Linked DNA regions of Mus musculus: all the other regions are linked to region 1. The links are chromatin contacts, called in public ChIA-PET maps. All regions are on one chromosome and are shown on one strand. The core of a region is the stretch at or near the end of the contact, and the rest is flanking DNA. Distances in the headings are between cores, read along the strand shown. Region 1 has its middle 16 kb from the start of Gm33905. Region 2 holds the start of Gpbp1 (GC-rich promoter binding protein 1). Region 3 has its middle 30 kb from the start of Mier3. Region 4 has its middle 19 kb from the start of Mcidas.

Region 1 (3,055 bases), core at 337-2,836:
AAAAAAATGGGACTATCCTTTTCTTAACTAATTTTATTTGAAAATAGATGTTTTTCATTCAATATGTTCTGATCATGGATAGAGATGGACCTAAAATTAAAAATTGCTGGGGAAACAGGGAGGGGGTTTTCCCTCACATTTGCCTGTCAAGGAAATGCCTCTCGTACTTATTCATTAATATTAATAAATAAAGTGCAATTCATCATTAAATAAAGTGCCAAAGTCACAAGATTATTAAGAACAGCAGCCCTAGAGTTTGTTAAGAGACGCTTTTACAATCATTGGTGTGTGTGTGTGTGTGTGTATGTGTGTGTGTATGTATGTGTGTGAGTGTGTGTGTATGGGTGTGTGTGTGTGTATGTGTGTGTGTGTGAGTGTGTGTGAGTGTGTGTATATGGGTGTGTGTGAGTGTGTGTATGTGTGTGTGTGTATGTGTGTGTATGTGTGTGTGTATGTGTGTGTGAGTGTGTGTATATGGGTGTGTGTGTGTGTGTGTGTGTGTGTATGGGTGTTTTGCTGACACGTATGTATTTGTACTCTGTGCATACCTCGTGCCAGCAGAGCAGAAGGAGATATTAGATCCCTCGAACTGGAGCCACAGATGGTTGTAAGCCGCCAGATGAGCGTCGAGAATCCAACATGGGTTTCCGTGAAGAGTAACAAGTCTAACTGCCGAGTCACACAATAATTGAAAATCTTAGGATTAGCTGCCTGTGAATTTGCATCCTTGTGGGAGTTTTGCTATTTATTCTCATGTTAAAGCCATCCTTTTGTTATTTTAGTGATTTTTTTTTGTTGTTTTTGTTTGTTTGGTTGGTTTTTCCAGACAGGGTTTCTCTGTGTAGCCCTGGCTGTTCTGGAACTCACTTTGAAGACCAGACTGGCCTCGAACTCAGAAATCTGCCTGCCTGCCTCTGCTTCCCGAGTGCTGGGGTTAAAGGCGTGCGTCACCACGCCCAGCTTTTTAGTGATTTATTTATCGTGCGGGTATGTGTGCATGCACATATAATTAATTGCACATGCTGCAGAGACCAGAAGATATCTTCCTTGATCACTCTGTGCCTTTGAGGCAGGGTCTCTCTCTCTCTCTCTCTCTCTCTTCAAACCCGAGGCCCACAATTTCTCAGCTATACTGAAATCCAACCAGCCTCAGCAAGCCTTCTTAGTGCTTGGGTTATAGATATGTACTCAATGCCCTGCTTGTTCTGTGGGTACTGGGATCCGAACTCTGGCCTTCATAATTATACAGCGAGGACTCTAAACTGCTGAGCTATCTCTCCAGCCCACGTTTTTCTTTTAGCCACGAAGATACAGCTGCTTCCTTAATGTCTAAATGGATGAAACCTCACTCGTCAGGACAAGGTACACTAGGGAATACTCAATAGTCACAGTCCTAGCTACATCAGAACATGGCCAGGCCTTCAGCGGTGAGAGAAACCAGCCACATGGTCACAGGAGATAGGATAGTGAGCTGTGAGGTAAGAACTTAGAACGATGGCACGTGAGACCCTAGCCAGGGATCCCTCTGCATCTTTAAAGATGAAGCAAGTCACACAGAGACGCAGAGGCATGAGAGAGAATGAAATACTCCCAGGAGCTCATACACGCCCACCCTCCACCAAAACACTCAAGTCTTTGGTCGGGCTCTGCTCTCTTACATCACTTCCTGTTTTTGACTTTGCTGTAGTACTTGAGCTTTGAGTGTGTGTGTGTGTGTGCGCGTGTGCGTGTGTGTGTGTGTGTGTGTGTGTGTGTGCGCGTGTGTGTGTGTATGTGCGTGTGTGTGTGCGTGTGTGTGCGTGTGTGTGCGTGCACGTGTGTGTGTGTGTGTGTGTGTGTGTATTGGTGCACAGCTGGAGCTTTACTATTAGCATGCATCTCTAGATCTCTAGTTAGCTTCTTTTTTTTTTTTTTTTTTTTTTTTTTTTTTTTTTTTTGGTTTTTTTTTTTTGGTTTTTTGAGACAGGGTTTCTCTGTATAACCTTCCCTGACCTGGAACTCACTCTGTAGACCAGGCTGACCTCGAACTCAGAAATCCGCCTGCCTCTGCCTCCCGAAGGCTGGGATTAGAGGCCTGTACCACCACCATCTAGGATGGACCCCTCACTTGCATTTTTAGCCATCTGTCAAACCTCATCTACGATCACCTTCTGGGATTTGTGTTTCTAGCTGCCTTGGGAGGAAGGAGATAAACCAAAAAAAAAAAAAAAAAAAAAAGGAGGTGACAGCTGGGTGTTGGACTCAAAATTCAGCTCTGTCCCTCTGGGTTTTCTGAGCCACTGTGATGTGATGACAACGGGCTCCTTCGAAAGATCAGATAACAGTCCCAGCTTTGCACCATTCAAGCAAAGCTTATCCCTAGAACCCGAAGATGACACACTTTCGCTTATTACTAGATTCAGGGGACCCTGGGCAAGGACTTCAGGGGATTTCTCTCTCTGTCTCTCTCTGTCTCTCTCTCTCTCTTCTTTCTTTGCTTCCTGGAATGGAACCTCCGCAGACAGATTCATTTCAGTATTGCAGCTTGAGATTAGATGCCTTTTCTACTTGCTGGCCTTCATCTTTGTTGTTTACCAACTAGATCTCACGAAGAGAAAGGCAGACAGCATTGTACTTAAAGCAGAGGTGGAGGGTGGCCTCAAAGGAAGCGTGGCTCTTACAGTGTCTGGGAAGAGAAAGACCAAGGGAGTCCCCACAGTCTGCTTAGATGGCATCTGACCATGAGCGATGGGAGGAAATGACTGCCCACCGTGTGCACTTCACCCTCCCGTCGTCTTCCTCTGCTTTCTCAGGCTGAGGACAACCCAGGTGCCTGTGCCAAGCATTTGGCCTGGGGAGGAGTGACAGCAACACAAACTTACAGGAACGCTGCCTGCCTGAAGACAGTTTCTCATCTCTCTTTCTCTCTCTTTGCTTCCTCCCAGGCTCTGGTTGCTTCAGCAGGGTCCACCCCAGGGGTGGGGGGTGGGGGTGGGGACTCTTCTGTCTGTCTTCCCTGGAGAACAGTCTCTCTTGACCTGTCTCCGCAGGTCTCTTTGCTCAGTCTTACTTCTGT
Region 2 (3,055 bases), core at 145-2,644, 940 kb after region 1:
AAATTCAAAAGCAACCCAAGTTCTTTTTCAATATACGTTAATTTTATGGATTCAGGTCTCGTGTAGTGGAAAGAGTTTGGATTAAGACTTAAAACAGAGCTGGGCGGGGTGGGGCATGGTTGTGACCCCAGAGTTTGTAAAGCAGAGGCAAAAGGATCGGGCGTTCAAGGTTCTCTACATAGCTCTTTAGAGAAAGCAACACGAATCCTTGCCTCTCCCGTCCCCACTCGACCCATATTCAAACCCACCTAAAACAAACGGAAGTTTAAACCGGGTAGGTTGAGTAGTCAAGGTCCAGGGAGTAACTGGATCATTTCTAAAATATGAAACCAGCTTATGTAAAAAGTGAGGAAAACACATCTTAGACATTGGCACGATTGAAAAAAGCATCCTTTAGTTTTAAGCCCTTTTTCCCTTTGTACCTAGGGGGCAAGATGGGTAAAGATTGAGGTACAAATTAAGGCGAGTTTACATTCGGCGAACTTATAGGGGTAACGCACTAAACTACAAACCCTATAATGCATATAAAAAGTTTCTGGGAAATGACGCTCCGGTGATTTTCCCTCTTTAGGACGCTTCTCCCTCATTTCTTCTACTTTTTTCCTTTTAGAATTAAATCTCCAACCTTTCCAGAGTGAACCTTTGGCTATATGTAGAGAAAGTGAATACCGTAACTTTTTTTTTTTAAATAATCGTTTGTGCTATGCGGATACCCAGGACAACGCTGATGAAATAATCCATCTCCTTTGGAGTTATTAGAAATAGGAATTACTAGCGCGATGCTCTCTGGCAGCCCTTCGCACTCCGGGGGAACGGTGGCTGCAGCCGAGCCTCGCGCGCCTCCCTAACCCGGCTTCCGCGTGTTAACGTCCCGCACGCTCCGCGTGGCGCGCGACTGCGGCGCCCAATCACTCAGGCAGGGCCGGCTCCGCCCACGGAGCGCTCAGGGCCCGCGCCGAGCGGCCTGCGAGCCACGGCGGGCTTCAGGCGGAGCCGAACGAACGGCGCCCGCCGCCGGCCGTTCCGGGTTGCGCGGCGCTGCCGGGCAGACTCAGAAGCGCCGCACGCCCTGCGAGCCCGCCTGCCCGTCCGGACCGCCTGCGCTCGTCCTCTCCACCCCACCGTTCCCGAGCTCGGGGAGGGCCCGCGGCTGCACAGAGGCGCTCCTCAGGGAACGGACGGGAATTCCCCCTTCCACCGAACGTTCCGGATTGTTCACCGTCCTCACGTCAGCAGCAGGGGGTAATCCCCGGCTCCAGCTGCTCCTGACGTCACCGCGCCGAGACTCCGCCTCCCCGCCCCGCCCCCCGCCCCGCCCCCGCCCTTCCCCCGCGCCAGGCCCAGCCTCCGGGTCCTCCTCAAAGCCCCGCCCCCGGTCTAGCCCCGCCCCTTCCTCTCCCCCAGGCGCCGACGTAGAGGGCGGAGCTTCCCTGACCTGGGGCGTGAGCTGCTACTTGGGCCAGAAGGTTCTGTGGTGGAGGCCCTCCTCCTCCGGCTCCGCCCAGTGGGTTCGTTTGCACCGCGGCTTCCGCACCCTTTCTTCCTCCTCTTTTCCCCTCGCCCCGCCTCCCTCCTCTTACTTCTCAACCTCTCCGCTGCGTCCCCCCTCCCTCGCCACCTTCCACGATCTCGCGAGACTTGGCCCAGAACATTGCGGATCGGGTCGGCGCCATTTTGGGACTGAGACTGGTTGTGGGGGAGGGAAAAGCGGCAAAAGGGGATTATTCAAAGTACCGAAAACCTCCTCCCGGGATCGAGCGCAGCGGCACCCCCAGGCCAGGGGCACCTCTGGTGGGGCAGAAGGTAACACAGTCCCCTGGGCCCCGGACGGGAGTCTCGGGGACCGGGGGAGGGGTTGCCCGTGTCGGCGTTGGGGCTTGAGGGGTCGGGAGCGGCGTTGGTGGCGCGAGGCGTGAGGGTGCGGGCGGCCGGGGGGCGGCGTGAGGCGTGAGGCGCGGGGCGCCCGCCCGTCCTCCCTCCCTCCCTCCCTCCCCCCGGCCGGCGTTGACTCAGCCCGGCGGAGCGGAGGCGGCGGCGGCGGCCGTGGGGCGAGGTGGGCGGCGGGCCTCGGCGGCCGTGGTGGGGGGGGGTGGTGCTCGGCGGCGAAGGCCGGGAACGGCCGGGGCGCCCGCGGCGTCGGGCTAAGACCCCAGGCCCCGGCACGCGCGCCTTCCTGGGCCACCACCAGCAAGGCGGCCCCGGGAACCGGGGAACCGGGGGACCGGGGACTGGAGTCGCGGCGTGCGGAGCCGTGGACTTCCGCCGTGTGCTCGGCGGCGCTTCGCCCTCCCCGCCGCGCCGGGCTCCGTGGCAGTTGCGGTGGTGGTGGTGGCTGCTCGCCCAAGGCGAGCGCTCCGAAGTCGCGTCGGCTCCCGAGTCCGACGGGACCTGTTTATTTTCCCGGGGAGAGCACGGTCCTTAACGGGGTGGACGGGTCGCGTCCCGCACCTCCCACCCCTGGAGTTTTGGCCGAAACCTGTTTGCTTAATTTCAAGGGAATGGGGCCGAGCACCTGGAGCCGAGCGCTGCTCTCCCGGGCTTGGGAGTCAGCCCCCGGGCGAACCGTAGCCACTCGCCCTGCCACGCTCGCCTTGCCACGCTCCCCTCCCGCCCGCCGGCCTGCCCGCCGGCCTTCCTACTAAGCCGTAGTGGGGACAATCCAGCTGCTCCGTCCTCCGAGATTGCGTTTTGGAAGGAGCGTCACGCTCCTTTCCGCCTCTCACTCTCGGAGTCGGGTTCCCCGACGCTCCGTGGCAGCACCACCTGTCCATTTGTTTTCCTTTGGCACATGGGAGAGAATCGGGGAAGAGCACTGCTGAGACCGTGGGCCACTTTCGTAGTTTGAATATTTGCTCAAAGTTTTTAAGTTGGGCGCTTGCAACCTCCAGGGTACTACCTGCACCCAGTTCCCAGTTCAAATCGGAACTCTTCAGTGATATCGTCGCCCACAGTTTTCTAACTCCCTTCATTCAGTAGACTTCATCGAGGGCTAGGAAAAGACTTTTTCCCCAGCTCTCTTTTTACGGCTGTGTGGGAAAAATTTTTTCCCCAGAGG
Region 3 (3,055 bases), core at 184-2,683, 770 kb after region 1:
AGGCAGCTACTACCTCTATTCTGGATAGCCCCGTTTGCCAACCACATTTCAGCTTATACCTGTGATACTTCACCTTGATTGTCACCTTGATTGTCTACGTGACAGAATCCAGAATCACCTAGGAGGTGAACCTCTGTACCTGTCTATGAGGGAATGTCTAAATTAAGTTGGTTGAGGTAGGGAGACACACTTTAGCATTGAGCAGGACTATTATAGGCTGGAGGAAACAAACTGAGTATGGACCTTCATCTCTCTGTTTCTTAACTGCTGTTGCAAACGTGATCAGTTGCCCCAAGCTCCTGCTGCCCTGCTGTGACTTCCTCACCGTGATGGACAGGACCTTCCACCTGTGAGCCATAATAAGGCCTGCCTTAAACTGCTTTTGTCTGATATTATGCAACAGTGAGAGTGACTGGTGCATCATTGGGCTCACACAGCAGGATACATGAAGGGTTCCTCAGGGATGTGTCCTCTCCTCAGAAGTCAGCGTTGCATGCCAGTGCTTTGAAGGAACGGCGGTAAGCTTCCAGTCCCAGACAGATGGAGACCCCTGAGACCATTAGAACATCTTTTCATGAAGTCACAGTGAAGGACATGCATCTCTCCACCAACTGTAGGAGAGAAGCTACCTATCCCGTTGTCAAGACTCAAGCTAATCCAGCCTTGAAGTAGCTACATCCTATTCCTTAGGTAAAGCCCCAAATAAAGGCCACACATAGCTTCTGCTTGCTGGCTAAATCCATTCCAATACTTCATACTAAAGCTGTATGATGAATCTACTTGGCTTTTGTCTGTTAGGGACTAGGTTGCTATTTCAAACCAACAAATGATTTATCTTTCTTATCTTTCTAGGAAGTATCACACTTGCCGCAGAGCCACCAAAACACTCCTTTGAGAAGATATAGCTGAAGCCTAATCGTCTCCCTGCACTGGGGTAGAAGGGCGTGGCTTTATCATTCAAATTCTCTCTCTCTCTCTCTCTCTCTCTCTCTCTCTCTCTCTCTCTCTCTGTCTCTTGTGCCACTCTTGATAGTGAGGACAGCTTATGAAATTGGGCCCCATGAAACACTTAAACTGACTGTCTTTGGATTCTATTTATCCATCCAAATAGCTTAAACCAAAGTCAAGTGCTGCCAACCAAAATATTTTGATAACATTTGCGTATGATCCTGATTCTTGAAAATGTTTATGGAAGCATGTTCTTAGTTAGCCTCTGTATGTCTGAAAATATCTCCTGCATATGCCAGCAACTGAGCACAGAACCTGCTCTCTGTGCCCTCAACTGCTCAGAACGTTCTCCGTCTTGGAAACCAGTTGCTGAGGGCATGAATCGAAAGATCACTCATCATCCCGAGAGGAGCATCTGACAGCACCACGCATTCGTTCTCGGGTTAGGTCTAGTTAATCGATTAAATACAACCTACATTGCAGGAGGAAGATAAGCCATGCGTGCCCTGCAGGATTGCATAATGTCAGTGAGACCAGAGAAGTGTCTGTCACCAGCACAGCAGGTGGGCAGCTTCTGAAATTTAAAATGTGGACTTTGCCTTGTTTTCCGTGATGATTGATGAATGAAACCTACCAGTTAGCTACGACGTTGAGACCTTCAAAGGGCAACTTGCAAGATATATAGCATTCTATAAGTTTATTCTAAACAGGCTCCTTACATATTTGTCTAACTCAGGTACTGGCTCATTGACTTGAAAGAGCTGAGGGAGGTTCTCTGTAAAGCAAATAATTAGCCATGCAAATGTGGGTTAGGTGATGGAGGAGCCTCTCTTCTACAATGATTCAGAGTGTTGAAGGCAATACTCAAGCTTAATCTCCATCACAGTATTTAACCACATCCTGCCCGGCAGACCTCAGACCCAGGAAAGTGTGAATGAATGAGAGTGAGCCTGTCTACCCCCAAAGAACTGTCTAAGAACTTTATCTATAATAAGTGCTTCCAAGAAACATCTTATGGTAAATGTGCTGGCTAATTTTATGTCAACGTGACACATTCTAGAGTCATCTGAGAGGGAGCTTTAACTGAGAAAATGCCTCCATAAGATGGGGCTCTAGGCAAGCCTCTAAATTTTTTTAAAGTAGTGATTGATGGGGGAAGGACCCAGTCTGATGTGAGTGGGGCCATCCCTGAGCTGGTGGTCCTGGATTCTATAAGAAAACGGATGAGCAAGCCATGTGGAGCAAGCCAATCAGGAGTCTCTCTCTATGGTCTCTGCATTAGCTCCTGCAGCCAGGTTCCCATCCTGTTTGAATTCCTGTCCTGCCTTTCTTCAGCGATGGACTATGGATGTGGAAGCAGAGCTAAATACATTTTTTCCTCCCCAACTTGCTTTTGTCATGATGTTTCATCCTAGCGACAGAAGCCCTAACTATGACGGTGACAGATTGTACTTCTATGCCACCAGCCCCAAAGTTTCAGTTTCAATTTCCCATGATATAGTGATAAAAATTTGGCAACCTATAACTATTGTTTCTGACATGGTGTCAAACTTCCCTATAAATGGTTTCACTCATAGATTAGTGCAGAACTTAGCTTTGTTCGAAGGAGTTTCTGGTTGCATGGCTAATTTAGACTCAAAACTGGTTCAAATGCTAGGAAAAAGTTACCATACAGTGCCCAGCTCTTAAGGGTACATCTGTATTGCCACCACCATGCCAAGACTCAAGAAACATCAAACAAGAAGGGGCAGAGAGTAAAAGCCAGATGATAAGAAAGAGCACTGTATTGTCTTCTGGATGGGACATGGCTGCACACATGGACTCCCAACAGCTGTGTTTGCCTACTAAATCTTGCATAATGGAGGTTTTCAACATTTCATGTTGCTGGGGGAGGAGGAGTTGTTTTGTTTTGCGCTGTAGCCACCAATAAGTTGCATGTATTCCAGTATACAAGCCCTAACCATACTCATGCAAGGAACCCCAATTATACACTTAAAAAAAGACATGAAAGTAGGAGGGGATTTTTTTGGAAGGGGTTCAATGGGAGTTAAAAGAGGATGAAAGGAAAAATGATACGGGATGAGATGATCAAATACATGATTACATG
Region 4 (3,055 bases), core at 202-2,701, 590 kb before region 1:
TATGGAAGTTTCCACAAGGCAGACTCTCTGAACATACCGTGTGATGTAAACAGGTTGTCTGGTGGCTCCTTTAAAAAAAAAAAAAAGATTGATTTATTTATTTATGTATGTATATGAGTGCACTGTAGCTGTATTTAGACATCTGAGGACAGATCTCATTACATATGGTTGTGAGCCATCATGTGGTTGCTGGGAATTGAACTCGGGTGCTCTGGAAGAGCAGACAGTGCTCTTAACTGCTGAGCCACCTCTCCAGCCCTGTCTGGCAGCTCCTTGTTGTGCAGAAGTTACAACAAGCCCACATGAGGAACCTGATGAACACACGTGGCCATTGGCAGTGATGGGGCCAGCGGCAGTGAGGACATGAGTGACGAAGGTGTATCCATCATCTGGTCATCCTTGTCCAAACCGCCGTGTGCTTGTTGTAGCAAGCTTCATGGTCCTGTTGTGGTTCTGGTGTGGTTACTTCAATAACAGTGCCTTCCTTCTTCCTACTGACAACACCATTTCTGGTAGGATCGTGGAAGCTGGAAATAAAGGTGATGGGCTTGTTATCCTTCCATAGCATGCGTGCTACACTGTCCCAGCACAGAAGGCCAACTATGCTCCTGCTTTCTTCAGTGATAATGACCTAGAATGTTCACTGGCCCTTTATCATCCACACTGAAGCTTAGATCCACAGTTGGTGCCACAAAGTTCCTAGTCTGTTGTGTCCGGCCAGCAGACCACAACCTGGGTTCTAGCCTGGAAAGGCATTTTGGAAACCTGGAAGAGAAGAGGGGCTAGGTGGCGAGAGAAAGGAATGTAGCCAAGACAGTTACTCTGATCAAGGCTCAAATTTTATTGTTGCGACACTAGTTATGAAGGAAGGGGGAGGGGACCCGATTCCCGCCAAATAATCTCTGGTCCAGTAAAAAGGTGCACGTGTGGCTCCGCAGGTTCCAGCAGTGGGCGTGGCAGACCGAATGAGCAGGAAGCTCCACCCCTGAGCAAGCAGGTTTCAGGCTGGGGGAGGGGAGACTACACTAGTCCACCCCTCCTCGATGGCACCAGAATCTCCCTCTCACTTGGTTGAGGGCCACGGGCAGTCCCCACCCACCCCCACCCCCACCCCCACCCCTGGCTTCCAACACCCTGTCTTTCATTTTCAGAATCACCACTTTCACTTTTACTCAGTGCTTCATCAAGGAAGTTGTCACTTAAATCAGAAAGAGAAAGGAACTCCTTGCTAAATGCTCCCTCATCAGACGCAGAATTCTGTAAGATATCTGTCACTTGTTGAACTGAGTAGCGAGTTGACCATTTGCCTGCTGAAGCGCTCAGCTCATCAATTGCTCGCTTCATGGTCTATCCCGTCCCCCAAATCACTTCAAAATACAACCAAAACAGACATTCTCAATAGGCAGCCGTTTGCAGTCAGCTGACGTCACGCTAGTGCGAGACTTAACAGATTGGGTGTTATTTTTAGCTCTTAGCAACAAGGCATCTATTTCTACCATGCCAGAAACTCGGTATTGTAGACATTTACATCATTCCCATCCAGTAGGGTTAAATGAGTTATCAGTACATGAAAAGTTCCAGAAGAGACATAAATGCATATTACTAAGGGAAAGGAGCTGAATGTGTGAGGCTAGGCTGTATGACTTCAATTTCATAAAGTTATGGAATATGTACAACCATGAAGACAGTGGAGAAACAGAGATTATTGAAGATTGGAGGGGCGGAGGGATTAGTAAATACCTCACAAGAGCTTGGCCAGGGCTCTGAACCACTCTGTATACTACGGTACTTGGAGAGAGCTGTCAGAATGCATTTGCTCCAAACCCGTGCACAGTGCTGAGCAAGAACTTGAGATGGTAACAGGGATTTGCCAGTTGCAGCAAATGTGTCTCTCTGATGGGAGAACCAGACAATGGGAGAGGCTGCACACATGTCTGGAGTGCGGAGATACACGGCGCTGCTCTGCCTATACCTTCCACTGACTTTTACTATGAATTCAAAATTACTATAAAGCTCACACACTTTTTAATCTCTCTCTCTCTCTCTCTCTCTCTCTCTCTCTCTCTCCCTCTCCCTCTCTCTCTCTCTCTCTGACACACACACACCAGGAAAAGAGAATTTGATTTTTTTAAAGCTATATAAACAGTGTAATTAATATCATAAAGTCTCTGACTCTTAAATTTTTCCTTTTAAGATGACTTTGTATAGCAAGGGCCACTGTGTTGGTATAGATGGGAACTACTGTTGATTGTCTCTAGGGCTTTGAAGTCACTGAGGAAAAACAATATTTCAGTGAAGCACCAACACTTTGCCACTCAGTCGGTAAAACAGCTCCTACATTTTGCACAGGAGAAGGAGGAAGGGCTGTGTGTCAACTAGTTGCCGATGTCTGTCCTGCCAGTGTCCGTCCTACGTCCTTCCACAGCCCACAAACCAACTGTGCATTTGTGTGAAGGATCTTACTTGCTTCTCTCAGGCAAGTTCAGTTCTTCTAAGCTTGAGGGCTCAGTTCACTGGAGTCACTAGCTGGAACACAGATATTACTCATCGCCAAAGTTTTATTTTACCAAGTTGTGGATCTCCTCTGAGACTCATCAAAATTGCTACTCATCAAAATCTTTCAGCCCCTCAGTCCTAAGTGTAGTTTTCTCAAAAAAAAAAAAAAAAAAAAAAAAAAAGAAAAGAAAAAAACAAAAACCCAAAAAACAATAGACTCTGTGATGGGCTTGGCTTGCACCCAGAATCTCTGGAATCTGACAAGGCAGCAACAACAGAAAAGATGCTGAAGGGATGGCTCGGCGGTTAAGAGCGCCTGCTGATCTTCCAGAGGACCTAGGTTCAATTCTCAGCACCTACGAGGTGGTTTCCAACCTTCTGTAACTTCAGTTCCAAGGGATTCCTTCTGGCCTCCCTGGGCATGGCATACACAAACATACAGACAAAACACCCATGTACATAAAAATAAATAAAATCTTCTTGTAAAAATGTACATTGTCTCATAGATGCACTTTTGACAAGAATCTAAAACGTTTTCATCATATTATTATTAGGTGTT

Evidence for each region. ChIA-PET counts read pairs in DNA pulled down with a chosen protein or histone mark.
Region 2: an RNA polymerase II ChIA-PET map of memory CD8 T cells shows a contact between it and region 1, with 116 read pairs. The contact joins the promoter of Gpbp1 here to the enhancer-like site in region 1. A contact is called at or near these places in 1 of 484 Hi-C or Micro-C datasets (regulatory T cells), 6 of 115 datasets of contacts at active chromatin or transcription factors (embryonic hindbrain, memory CD8 T cells, microglia and 3 more) and 1 of 9 other capture datasets (adipose tissue).
Region 3: a contact with region 1 is called in an RNA polymerase II ChIA-PET map of memory CD8 T cells, with 20 read pairs. The contact joins two enhancer-like sites. A contact is called at or near these places in 3 of 115 datasets of contacts at active chromatin or transcription factors (embryonic stem cells, large pre-B cells and memory CD8 T cells).
Region 4: a contact with region 1 is called in an RNA polymerase II ChIA-PET map of memory CD8 T cells, with 21 read pairs. The contact joins two enhancer-like sites. A contact is called at or near these places in 2 of 115 datasets of contacts at active chromatin or transcription factors (memory CD8 T cells and thymic regulatory T cells).

Annotation. Positions count from the first base shown.
Region 1 is chr13:112,426,277-112,429,331 of GRCm38.p6, reverse strand. No RefSeq gene overlaps it. Among named protein-coding and RNA genes, the nearest start is that of Gm33905, 16 kb to the right of the region's middle. Within about 2 kb of position 1,586, at least 78 of the 459 cell types and tissues checked have an H3K27ac peak or open chromatin away from gene starts, as enhancers often do. A contact at or near this core is called in memory CD8 T cells, microglia, regulatory T cells and 2 more, where this site is marked.
Region 2 is chr13:111,488,466-111,491,520 of GRCm38.p6, reverse strand. It overlaps Gpbp1 (GC-rich promoter binding protein 1), which reads left to right and starts at 1,394. Exons shown (of 13, transcript NM_028487.5): 1 at 1,394-1,803.
Region 3 is chr13:111,654,844-111,657,898 of GRCm38.p6, reverse strand. No RefSeq gene overlaps it. Among named protein-coding and RNA genes, the nearest start is that of Mier3, 30 kb to the left of the region's middle. Within about 2 kb of position 1,433, at least 57 of the 459 cell types and tissues checked have an H3K27ac peak or open chromatin away from gene starts, as enhancers often do. A contact at or near this core is called in memory CD8 T cells, where this site is marked.
Region 4 is chr13:113,011,642-113,014,696 of GRCm38.p6, reverse strand. No RefSeq gene overlaps it. Among named protein-coding and RNA genes, the nearest start is that of Mcidas, 19 kb to the right of the region's middle. Within about 2 kb of position 1,451, at least 103 of the 459 cell types and tissues checked have an H3K27ac peak or open chromatin away from gene starts, as enhancers often do. A contact at or near this core is called in memory CD8 T cells and thymic regulatory T cells, where this site is marked.